Linked DNA regions of Sus scrofa: regions 1 and 3 are each linked to region 2. Evidence: chromatin contacts called from public HiChIP or PLAC-seq and promoter capture Hi-C data. All regions are on one chromosome and are shown on one strand. Each heading gives the region's core, a stretch centred on a gene start, on an enhancer-like site or on the middle of the called end of the contact. The rest is flanking DNA. Distances are from core to core; before and after follow the strand shown. Region 1 overlaps DERL1 (derlin 1). Region 2 has its middle 43 kb from the start of ZHX2. Region 3 holds the start of DERL1 (derlin 1).

Region 1 (3,893 bases), core at 795-3,294, 260 kb after region 2:
ATAAAAAGATACCCAATTATACATAATCAACAAAGATTTATGGTAATTTCAAAGCAGTTACTGCCTGTGCAAGGAGCTACATTTTGTCATCTGATCTTTATGCAAAATTTAACAGAAGGGCTTCTACCAACGGGGAAAGCTCAAGGGGAAGACGGACGCCAGCGTGCTGTTGATTTTGCCACTAGACTCCCATAGACGTTCTTGTCCACAACCGAGAAATCTCTCCAAGCCATGAAGACGACGGCCTTTTAAAGTAAAATCACCCTCGGCTGTCCCCACAAAGCAACAAGTGTTTGTTTTTTTTAATTGATGCATCTGCCATCCCACCTGATAAACCAAGATGAAAAATCCAAACCTGCTGTGATCGTGTGCTTTGACAATTACAAAGCAGATCGGTCATCTGGGTTTGGGAAGGCGACTCAAGGCTTGGAAGGGAAATGAATCTCTTTTTACGTTTTTAATGAAAAAAATAAAACCAGCAGTTCCTGCTGTGGCGCAGTGGGGTCAAGAATCTGACTGCAGTGGCTCGGGTCACAGAAGAGGTGCAGGTTTGATCCCTGGCTCCGGGCAGTGGGTTAAAGGATCCAGTATTGATATCTGCAGCTCGGATTCAATCCCTGGCCAGGGAACTTCCATATGCTGCAGGTGTGGCCATTTAAAAAAACAAACCTTCCAATACATACATACACACACACACACACACACACACACGCAGGCACGCAGGCACGCGCACACACACCAACAGTATCTCACACACACGTACAACAACAGTGTACTTCCCTGTTTGTATATTTTATCTCAAGAAGTCTTTCAAAAACCTTCCTCTAACCTAGGAAAGAGGGGTGGAGGGGTGCCTACTCAAGTTGTACTGCCCTCATTGGCCCCTTGGAAGAATGACAAACTGCAAAACATTAATATGAGCAGGACATGAAAATGGTTTTTCGCTTTTTTTTTTTTTTTTTTTAAGCTTTTAAATGCAAGCTATTATCGCATATGCACGAGTGGAGATGAGGCGTGATTGTGAGGCCGGCGGTGACACCCAGATGGCAATGTCACTGGTCCCTTCCTCAGCAGCCTTTCGCTTCACTGACAGAGGGGTCACACCGCTTACAGGCTTAAGCGTGTCAGCATCTCTTTGAGCTCGTGGGAAGCCCGTCCTCCCAGCCCCAACTTCAGGAGCGAGGCTGAGAGCCTGCATTTGCAGAATGCCCACTGCGGTGCAGGTCTCACCTCCTGCACGTCTCACCTCCTGCAGGGCCTCCCCCCGACTCACGGACCTGGAGCATTTACTCCGTCACTTCCCCAGTATCAAAGTTGGTACAGGAGGGGAACAGGACTCCAGGCCAGGTCTGCCCCCAAACCAAAGCTGGGCCCTCGGCATCCTGACCTTTGCACATCCTGCGGGGAGACAGGGTACAAGAACAGCCTCCGGGGCAGGACTATACATGCCTCGGGTCTCTGTGTGTAACTCTGAAAAGTCCTTTCAGGATTCTAGCCTAGGGAATTCCTGCTGTGGCTCAGCAGTAACAAAGCTGACCAGTATCCATGAGGACGCAGGTTCAAGCCCTGGCCTTGCTCCGTGAGTTAAGGATCCAGCATTTGCTGTGGTATAGGTCACAGTTTCAGCTCAGATCCAGCATTGCTGTGGCTGTGGTATAGGCCGGCAGCTGTAGCTCCGATTCAACCCCTAGCCTGGGAACTTCAACATGCCGCAGGTATGGCCCTAAAAAGCAAAAAAAAAAAAAAAAAAAGCATTCTAATCTCTACTACTGAATACACAAATTGTTTTAGGCTGCTAACAATGAGCCCACTTACCCTCTTACCCCTTCCTCAGCCAAAATCTTGGCTAAAACCGTGGTCACCCTGTCACCCTGGTCCCTTGCTGTGCACACAGGTGCCTGCCTGCTCAGCAGGGCCCTCAGCTCCCTGAGATGCCAGAATCTGGGCTCAGTGGCCCCTGGCTACCAGGGCTCCAGGAGGCCAGGCCGAGGCCTTGAGCCCTGGCTTCCTGTGCCTGTGTGACCCGGGCAACGCCCTTGTTGGCTTGTATTCTTCCATCAGACAAAGAGGGAAATCCTACCCCTCAGGGAGTTTTTATCAGGGCGCAGAAGAACTTGGGCGGTTAAAACGATTGCTGAAAAAGAGGAAGAAACACTTACAAAAACTGAGGCGTGGACAGAAAGTTTCTTCCTCCCAAGTCCATTGGGTATCTGAACATGAGGAAGAAATAAAGGTGTCCAACGAGATTTCCGATAAGCTCGTTGATGACCCTGCGGACAGAAAGCCAAGAGTTTAAAGACGGTCGAGTAGTAAAGTGAGAGGCCCCAAGTTTTAACTAAGAGCACAGGGCTCAGATCCTTCGAGACCGCCCATTTCTGGGCCCTGGGAGTCGGTGACAGCTCGACAGTGAGCCCTGTCATCGTCTGAGTGGCGAACGCATCCTGAATGAGACGGGACGTCCATCCTGCTGGACCAGCGCGGCCTGTGCTCTTCAAGGCCAGCTGCTCCTCTGACATCTCTTTCAAGCCCCAGCCCATCCTCAAAATACGGTTTTTGCTACTTCCGGCCTCCAAGGTTGGGGGAGCTGCAAAGCAAGCTTCTGAATGCTACCAGATGTGAACACCGCATTTGCAAAATGGCAGATGTGAGGGCGGGCAAGAGAGACGCAGGGACGGAAAGGAGGGAGCGTCCATGTCCACTCCCCTCTTCCAGACACGGACCCAGGGCTCATTTGCCTTTGCCCTTGTGTCCCTGACTGTGAGACATCATAGCGATCACCTTGGAAAGCTGACCTTCACCTTGTAATCCTGGATTCACAGATCCACTCCTACATAGCCTCCCGTCTTCACCTCTAGGGGACTCCTGTTGTAGGAAATCAGTGTCTACACCTCCTCCCAGACCTGACTGCTCTTCTGGCCGCAGGGCAGTTCTACCGAGCTTGCTCTGCTCTAAACAGAGTCTGTGTACTCGACTCATTCCCTCCCTCCTATGGATGCAGTTCAAGTCAGGACCACACGGAGCAAAGACGTCAGGTGTATTAAGCACTAGTACTATCATAAAACCGAAACAGACTCACAGACACAGCAAATAAACGTATGGCTACCAAAGCGGGGGGAGATGGGAGGGAGAAGCATAAATGAGGAGTTTGGGATTAGCAGATACAAACGACTCTATAAAAAATACATCAACAAGATCCCACCGGAGAGCACAAGGGACTGTATTCAGTATCTTGTGATAAGCCATAATGGAAAAGAATACCAAAAAATGTATGTACATGTATATATATGTATGTATGCATAACTGAATCACTTTGCTGTATAACAGAAACTAACACAACACTGTCAATCAACTACACTTCAATTTTTAAACAGAATCTTAAAAGGACTAGCACTATGAAAATCTATTTTAAAAACATAAAAAAACATCGTGTAATGTCAGAAAGAGGAGTTCTTAGAATAGCTGCATCTTGAAATCCTCCTAAAATTTTGACTGGATGCATTCAAGGTTTTCTTAAGTCTCAGGTCTAATTCCAGATAAGAAATCTGACCCTGTTTCATCAAAACTTCTGTACTATCAAACCGCTGACAAAACTACTCCCCACCTGATCTGAGGAGTTTCCATAGGCATTCTGGAATATGCCTTAAGAATAAAAAAACAGGGAGTTCCCTGGTGGCCTAGCGGTTAAGGGCCCAGCTTTAACCATTTTGGCTTGAGTTCAATCCCTGGCCTGGAAATTTCCACAGGCCACGGGCGCAACAACAACAAAAAGGAATAAAAAACAGTAATTTTATGCACAAAGGGCTCAGCCTGGATAGAAATTAGGTCTCTATGTTTGCTCTATCTGGACAGTGAATCCAGAAATATTTATTCAAAAGCACATATATGGAAGCATA
Region 2 (3,501 bases), core at 395-2,894:
CCAGTGATATAGCACTAAAATGGCCCGGTCCCCACCCCTCCCCCTCTCTCTATCGACACTCACCATTTGCTCTGATTTCACTGCACCCCGCCCCCCATCAGGAGTCTATACACCCTGTCCCTTGATTCTGGGCTAGAGATGGACCTGCTTTGGCCAATGGAGTTTTAGTACAAGTGACATTGTACCAGTTTTGAGCCTGGGTCTCAAGAGAGTTTGGATATTTCTCCTCTCTCTCTCTCTCAGACCCCTCCCAGGCACAAGCTCAGACCAGCCTGCTGGATGCTGAGACACACATGGACCAGTCTCCATCATCATCCCAGCCCACAACCAACCAATCCCTCAAAACAGAGCCCCCAAGCTGACCAGCATGTGACCACAGATGCAGGATGCTCTCCCGGGACCCGCTGAGACCAGAAGAACCACCCAGCAGAACCCAGCCCAAATTGCCAACTCAGCACATTTAAAAGCAAAGTAAGGGATCCCTCACGACATCCGAGTATTAATATCCACATGTCTGTGTGGAGGATTGATAGTATTTGTGCAGAGTTTTGCCAGCCATTCATGCAAAGAATTTTTTGATCAAACGATAAAGACAAATTTGGAATTCTTACTTTGTCTATTAATGTGTAGTTCAATCAACTATCTTCAAATTCATAGTAATAGGAGGGATATTATAATTTAAAAGTAAAAATAAAGGAAGTACTTAGACCTAAAAACCAAACAAAACTAAGTAATTGTTGGCTCAAGCCACTAAATCGAGGAGTGATTTGCCACACTGAAAAAAAAAAATAACTGGCACATACCCTCTCTAAGCTTCAGATTCCTCAATGATATGATGGAAATAATAAAAATAGGAATAATAAAAGCCGATTTCCTAAAATAAGTGTGAAGACTACATGAGATACTACTCCTAAAACACTGTGCTGCATTATTTCATAATTGTTAACTACATACCTGGTGATGATACTGGAGTTTTCACTTTGCCTCTCATCTGTAAATGCAGGAATAATGATATCTAATGAACAGGATTGTTGTGAAGAATTGAGAACATGTGTGTAATGTGCTTAGCACCGCTGCCGGCACAGAGCATCAATAAATGGCTATTACTGATGTGTTTTGTTCAATATTATCTCTGAGGATTCGCTTACAATCCACCACCATCATCACCTATCCTAACCCCTAAGCTTCAGTTTTCCTCCCCTTGATGATTAGACCTCAGTTCCCAGCCCTCAGCCTCACACTGGCGGACCCCCACAACCAGCACAGCCCCCATAGTAGGTGGAGGAGGCATCAGAACCCAGGTCAGGAAGGAGGTCACATTTCCTTCCTGGACTCCTTGAAGGTCAGCGCCCCCTGCGGACCTTCGCCACCAGGGGGCAGCCTCACCCTCCTGCCACGCAGAAAGCAGGACCGCCCTGTGGTTTCTCTTCTGTTTTTTGATCCCACCACCCACCCTGTCTGAGGGCCTAGGATTCGGGAAGCCCAAATGGGTCCTGTGGTGTGTGAGCCACACCCACACTGTGATCGATCACGGGTCCACACTCCACGATCCCTCCCAACTGGGGAGAGACCCCTCCCCCAACCAGCTTGCAGAGACACTGGTGGCGACGCTTCCCCAGCTCCGGGCAACCTCTCAACCTACGTGAGTGGTTTCATAATTCATGCCTGCCCATCAGTGGACAGATTTAGCCTGCTGCCTGCTGAGTCTGGAAATACTGAATATTAAAATATCCCAGACGCTCGCCCTTCTGACGCCCTCGCCTCTCAGATTCACAAGCAGTTGGTTGCACAAACAATGCCAGGGACACACACCAGGTTGTCAGTTGAGTAGATTTTGAGCGCTCCCACGTGTAACTTTCATGGAAACAGGGGAAGGCATATTCAGGACCACGGATTTGGGTGCATGACCTTGGACAAGTCCTGGTCCTCCTCTTCAGAGCCAGTGTATTTTCTCCTGCAGCACCTCACTGCAGAAGCTCTCCTGGGCCTTTTTGTAACACTATTGGCAAACCAGGGAAGCCAGAATCCTATTTGAAGGGTATCACTGAGCAATGTAAAGCAAAAGATCTGAAGAAACATTCTCCACCCACCTAGAACAGTCATAGAGAGTCTCCCAGGAATTAAAACTGACCAATATTTGAGGGTGCAGGAAGCAAAGAGAATATTTTATATTTGGTAAAGACAGGGGTGTGTGTGTGTGTGTGTGTGTGTGTGTGTGTGTGTGTGTGTGTCTCACACCCCCTTCCCAAAAGTCTAGCTGACTTGCCTCATGCACATCAAAGACTACCAAGTATTTCCAACCTTTGATGTTGAAATTTTAAAACTTCTACTAAAAGAATTTCTAGGCTGATACACACACCTCTGCTATTATCCAGTAATGACCAGTGGCAAAAGTGGGTTTGGGATTCCAGGGAAGGAGGCTGGGAATAGAGAAAGAGATTTCTCCTTCTGTCCTGACAGTTTCATTCTTTCCTCCACTAGGAATCTGGGGAGTCCCTACAGCAGGCTCCCAGCACCGAGCAGAATAGGAAGGAGCTGAAGTTGCCTCCCAGTGTGCGTGATCTACTGAAGGAGGCAAGAAAGATGGGGGATGACGTCCAGGCGACCAAAAAAGCCTATGCTTAGATAACTTGGCATCACAACCTTAGCAGGCAACAGCAGAGGGTCTGAAATTCCTTTGCAACACATTCGGGGAAAAGGCAGCCCAGGCTGGAGTGTGTTGTACAAGGAAGAGCCAGGCCAGCAGACCTGGATTCAAGTTCTGGCTGTGCCATTCACAATGGGGACCTCGGATGATGTATGGATTCCCTCTGGAGCCTCAGTTTCTTCATCTGTGAGATGGGAGTAACCACAACCACTTCAGAGGCTTGCCCTGAGGATTCATCAGGCTTCCTTTTAGGGACGGTCCCCACCAGTGCTTTGTTTGGAAGTGTATCTGGGACTTACGAGACTCTCGGCTTGAAGATGATTTAATTACAGCTGATGGATAAATTGCTTGTTGGATCAGTAAACAGACTAAGTATGATGACTAGTTACACCCAGGGGGCTCTGTCAGGGGATGACTAGTTACACCCAGGGGGCTCTGTCCACACACCTCCCTCACTGAGAAGGTCAAAACATTCTCTTTTCAGAGGTGCCCGGCCAGGAATCCAGGAATATTCATTGGCCTGGAATGAGAAACCAAATGAGAATTGAGACTAAGCATTGCTCCCCACACACGCCACATAGCAGAGACACGCACACACACACACACACCCCTCAACACAAACCTTCTCCGCTTCTCTCCCCGGCCTCAGAGAGCTCTGAAAGGTGGTCACGCCTAAACCCCTCAGCAGCTGGCACAAGTCTTCTCAGCGGCAACTCTACAGCAGGGTCAAGGCCAGAAACAAGTGGAGATGAAAAGAGAAAGACTCTTTCTGTAAGATGAATCAACATTGCAAACCAAAAGCCTTAAGCAGTGTGTGTGCATGTGTGTGTATAGAGTAAGGGGGATTCATGTGC
Region 3 (3,966 bases), core at 166-2,665, 290 kb after region 2:
TCAGCGAAAAGGGCATTGTTTTACACTCATGAAGTTTGATTTGTCTATTAGTCATCTCAGTGGTAATTTCAAGTCTACAGCTGGATGTACAAGTTTGGAAGTGAGACAGCTCTGGACAAAGAGGTGTATTTGTATTTGAGAATCTTCAGTTTATAGAAATTATTTAAAGCCATTAAGCTAAATGAGATCACCTACAGCTAGGGAGACTCTGAAGAGTCCTGGGGCACATCACAACATTTAAAGGTCAGGAAGGTAAGGAACCAGCAAGGGAGACTAAGAAATGGCCAGTGACGACTGCAAAGACAAAAGAGTGTTAAACAAAGTCCAAAGGATGTGTTGAAATTAATTTCTGATCTTGGTATCTGACCTGCCTCCAGGTCAGGTCTGATGAAAGATTTAAATCACAGAATCCAGTGAATAAAGATAACCTCCAGAAAACTAATATTCTCTTGTCAGGAATGTTACTCTGGGCTGTTTCCTTCATGCTTAAGAAAAAACCAAGACAAAAACAAACAGGGCCTTCCATTTCTGGAGCAATTTACTCTTTACTCAGTCCTTTATAAATTCAACTACTACCTGCCAGAGCCAAGGAGACACACAAATAAACAAACTCACTCTTCGCACCTCTGTCTTCAAATCACTCCTGCCAGGGAAGAAACGCCATCAACATACAAAAGACTCAGCTGGCTGTTGGGCAAGCCGTGGTCCACATGCCATCCACGTGGGTGGCAGAGGGAGCTCAGAGGGCCATACTCCAGGTGGCCCCAGGCTGCTAATCACTGGCCTCCGACAGACTGACAAGTATTAGACTTACCTTCCCCACTGCCGCCTTCTCTGGGTACAGAGGGCGGGGAGCACAGACTTAACAGCATGGCGAAATCGGTCCCCTTCCATTGGGCCAAACCGAGGACTCTCCACGCCTCCAGCTATCCAGGCCCAGGCTCAGACTCCTTTGCCTCCACCTTATCCCTGGGCCACAGGACCCCGCCCTAAACCCCTGGAGCCGCCGCACTACAAATCCCACCAGACACCGCGCGTCCGCAACCGGCGGGTCTACGCTCCGCCGCTGCGGGGCCACCTGGGGCCTGTAGTTTCCACTTCCCCCATCGCCGGTCAATACCTGGAAGCGATAAAGGAAGGCTTCAGGCCAGAGGAAGAAATAGGCCGGGCTGATGAGACCGAGTTTGCCGACTAAGGGCACTGCAACGGTGGCGGCGAACCAATAGCGCGTGATAGCCGGGATACTCCTGAACCAGTCCCCGATGTCCGACATCTTCGCCTCGTCGTGGCCGGGATGTGCACAGCCGTCCGACTCCCGGTCCCGGCCCCCTCCGACGCGGCCTCCTGGGTGAGTGGAAGGTGTCGAGGCGGAGCCGCCCCAGCCCCGGTGCAGAAGGCGGAGACCCGCGGACGTGGCGCCACCGAATTCGGACGAGCGAGGGAGCGTTCGGCGGCGAACTTCCCCTTCCGGAGGCCGCAGACGACGTTAACCAGAAGTCCCGCCGCTTAAAGAGCTAGCAGGTTTTTACCACTGGAAGGAAGTTCGGAGCTTGGGGGCGGGGCCAGGCGGGGCGACAACACGACTGGTGGAAAACAGTGGTTGCCGGGAGCAACGACAAATACTCCAGCCAATGGCGAGGCTGAATGCCTTCTACCGGGTTCCTGCCTGATTTATAATCCAGGTGGGTACATTTTGTAGGGTAGTCAAAGGGAAAGGAGGAGGCAAAGTACAATGTAGTTCCTCTTTGTTCATTCGTTACGCAAATGTTTATTGAGAGCTTACCAAGTGCGACATAGGGTTCTAGACACCAGAGGTGCTGCAACTAGCAGAGTCGTTGTGGTACCTTCTCTCCTGGAGCTTACATACTAACAAAAATAACAGTGAATGAACAAATAATTGAACAATTTAAAGAGATAAGGAGAAAAAGGCAAATAAATTAGGAAGATGGGGATAGAGTGACTGCGTGGGAGTGGGGAAGTGTGGGGAGAGAAATCTGCTTTAGATGGGATTGGTCAGAGAGAACTCGGAGAAAGTGACCTTTGAGCACGCACACCCCAGCCCCCTGCAAAGATATGGGGAGTTTTCCATTCAGAGGAAACAGCCGCTCTGTGCACCAAAAAAAAAAAAAAAAAAAAAAAAAAAATGTTGACGGCCATTTCAGTAAACAAAGAATGCTGCCTTCCATTCCAGTAAAGTGAATGTTGCCTGCCGTCAAGTCATCAGCCACTGCAGCCACCATTCCAGTAAAGTGAATGTTGCCTGCCGTCAAGTCATCAGCCACTGCAGCCACCCGGATGGTGCACCCTAGAGGGATTCAGGAAGGAGAAAAAGAGGATACTGGCCCAGTTAAGATGCATATCTAAGTAATAATTTCAATGAGCCAGAATCTTGCATCTTCCCTTACACAAAAAAGCGCTAAAATCATTTAGATGTCTGATTTTTGTGATTAGCTGTAATATTTTGACACGTGACTACATGGTTTGTTTGTATTCAGCCAAAAATCCTATATATTCTGACTCCTCCCTTACCTCTTCAGAGCAGGTCCTCTGAGCTACCCGAGAGGCTGGGTCTGGGGCTATAGTCCTCAGTAAATTCCTTGAATAAAACTTAACTTGCGACTTAGATTGTGTGTTTTTCTTCAGTCAGCAATTCCAACTGGCTTGGAATTTTGGAGGAACTGAAAGCAGAAATGATCATGACTATTAATCTGGTTTATTGGGTAGGACTTAAGTTACAGATAGATGAAAATCCACCTTGTTTTTACCTTCTTTTTTAATATATTATTTTCCATTATGATCTATCCCAAGAGATTGCCTATATTTCCCTGTGCTATACAGTAGGACCTCATTGCTTATCCATTCTAAATGTAATAGTTTGCATCTACTAACCCCAAACTCCTAGATCTTCCCACCCCCTCCCTTCTCCTTCTTGGCAACTGCAAGTCTCTTCTCTATGTCTGTGAGTCTGTTGCTGTTTTGTAGATAGGTTCACTTGTGCCCTATATTAGATCCTACATATAAGTGATATTGTATGGTATTTGCCTTTCTCTTTCTGACTTACTTCATTTAGTATGATAACCTCTAGGTCCATCCACATTGCTGCAAATGGCATTATTCCATTCTTTTTTATGGCTGAGTAGTATTCCATTGTGTATATGTACCAGATCTTCTTAATCCATTCATCTGTTGATGGCCATTTAGGATGCTTCCATGTCTTAGCTACTGCCAGTAGTGCTGCAATGAACATAGGGATGCATATATCTTTTTGAATTATAGTTTTGTCAAGACATATGCCCAGGAATGGGATTGCTGGATCATACAGGAATCTATTTTTAGTTTTCTGAAGAACCTCCGCATTGTTTTCCATAGTGATTGTACCTCCATCTTGTTTTTAAAAGAAATTATCGAAGGGTATGGAGTAGGACTTTTCCTGTTTTTTTCAGAAGTAGGACTGTTGGGCTGCACCCTGCAGGTCTGCAAGCCCTGTTCTTGCCCAGCTCCAAGGCTGAAGAAAGCCCAGCGACAGCAATGGTTTAATGGGTGGGGGATCGCACATGTCTGACCCAAGGTCCTGGAGTGACACCCCACCATGTGTGGCAGACAGCAGGCAGGATATGGCAGCAGTCTTTGCTACCTGGAGGAGGGGGGTGTTACCAGTTAGGGGGAATTTATGTCAAGTTGACTCATCACTTACCAGAGAAACTACCAGATGGGCACGCCCCTCACCACCTGTTTGATAAGCTATTCTGGTGGAGATGTTCTGATCTAAAGATGAGAACTGTCACTAGCCGGGGCAGGGGCAAGTATGTAGGAAGGTGAATCAGTTCAAGCAGAGGACGTATAGAGAGCAAGAGAACAGTCATCTTGAGTGGCCCGACCATGCAAGAACCTACAGTTAAAAATTGCTGAGGCCATTCAATAGTGACCCCTAGGAACACATCTAAGGTCCACAGGGTGAGGTTTATT

Evidence for each region. Promoter capture Hi-C pulls out the DNA fragments that hold promoters and counts their contacts. HiChIP or PLAC-seq counts read pairs in DNA pulled down with a chosen protein or histone mark.
Region 1: a contact with region 2 is called in an H3K27ac HiChIP or PLAC-seq map of alveolar macrophages. The contact joins two enhancer-like sites. A contact is called at or near these places in 17 of 47 Hi-C or Micro-C datasets (alveolar macrophages, blood, embryonic fibroblasts and 10 more) and 2 of 2 datasets of contacts at active chromatin or transcription factors (alveolar macrophages and skeletal muscle).
Region 3: a promoter capture Hi-C map of liver shows a contact between it and region 2, with 4 times the contacts expected there. The contact joins the promoter of DERL1 here to the enhancer-like site in region 2. A contact is called at or near these places in 1 of 5 promoter capture datasets (liver), 6 of 47 Hi-C or Micro-C datasets (alveolar macrophages, liver, omental adipose tissue and 3 more) and 2 of 2 datasets of contacts at active chromatin or transcription factors (alveolar macrophages and skeletal muscle).

Annotation. Positions count from the first base shown.
Region 1 is chr4:16,333,637-16,337,529 of Sscrofa11.1, reverse strand. It overlaps DERL1 (derlin 1), which reads right to left. Exons shown (of 8, transcript NM_001244479.1): 7 at 2,160-2,270. Among named protein-coding and RNA genes, the nearest start is that of DERL1, 25 kb to the right of the region's middle. Within about 2 kb of position 2,044, at least 2 of the 83 cell types and tissues checked have an H3K27ac peak or open chromatin away from gene starts, as enhancers often do. A contact at or near this core is called in alveolar macrophages and retroperitoneal adipose tissue, where this site is marked.
Region 2 is chr4:16,594,799-16,598,299 of Sscrofa11.1, reverse strand. No RefSeq gene overlaps it. Among named protein-coding and RNA genes, the nearest start is that of ZHX2, 43 kb to the right of the region's middle. Within about 2 kb of position 1,644, at least 25 of the 83 cell types and tissues checked have an H3K27ac peak or open chromatin away from gene starts, as enhancers often do. A contact at or near this core is called in alveolar macrophages, liver, omental adipose tissue and 2 more, where this site is marked.
Region 3 is chr4:16,307,856-16,311,821 of Sscrofa11.1, reverse strand. It overlaps DERL1 (derlin 1), which reads right to left and starts at 1,415. Exons shown (of 8, transcript NM_001244479.1): 1 at 1,121-1,415. The coding sequence starts at 1,273.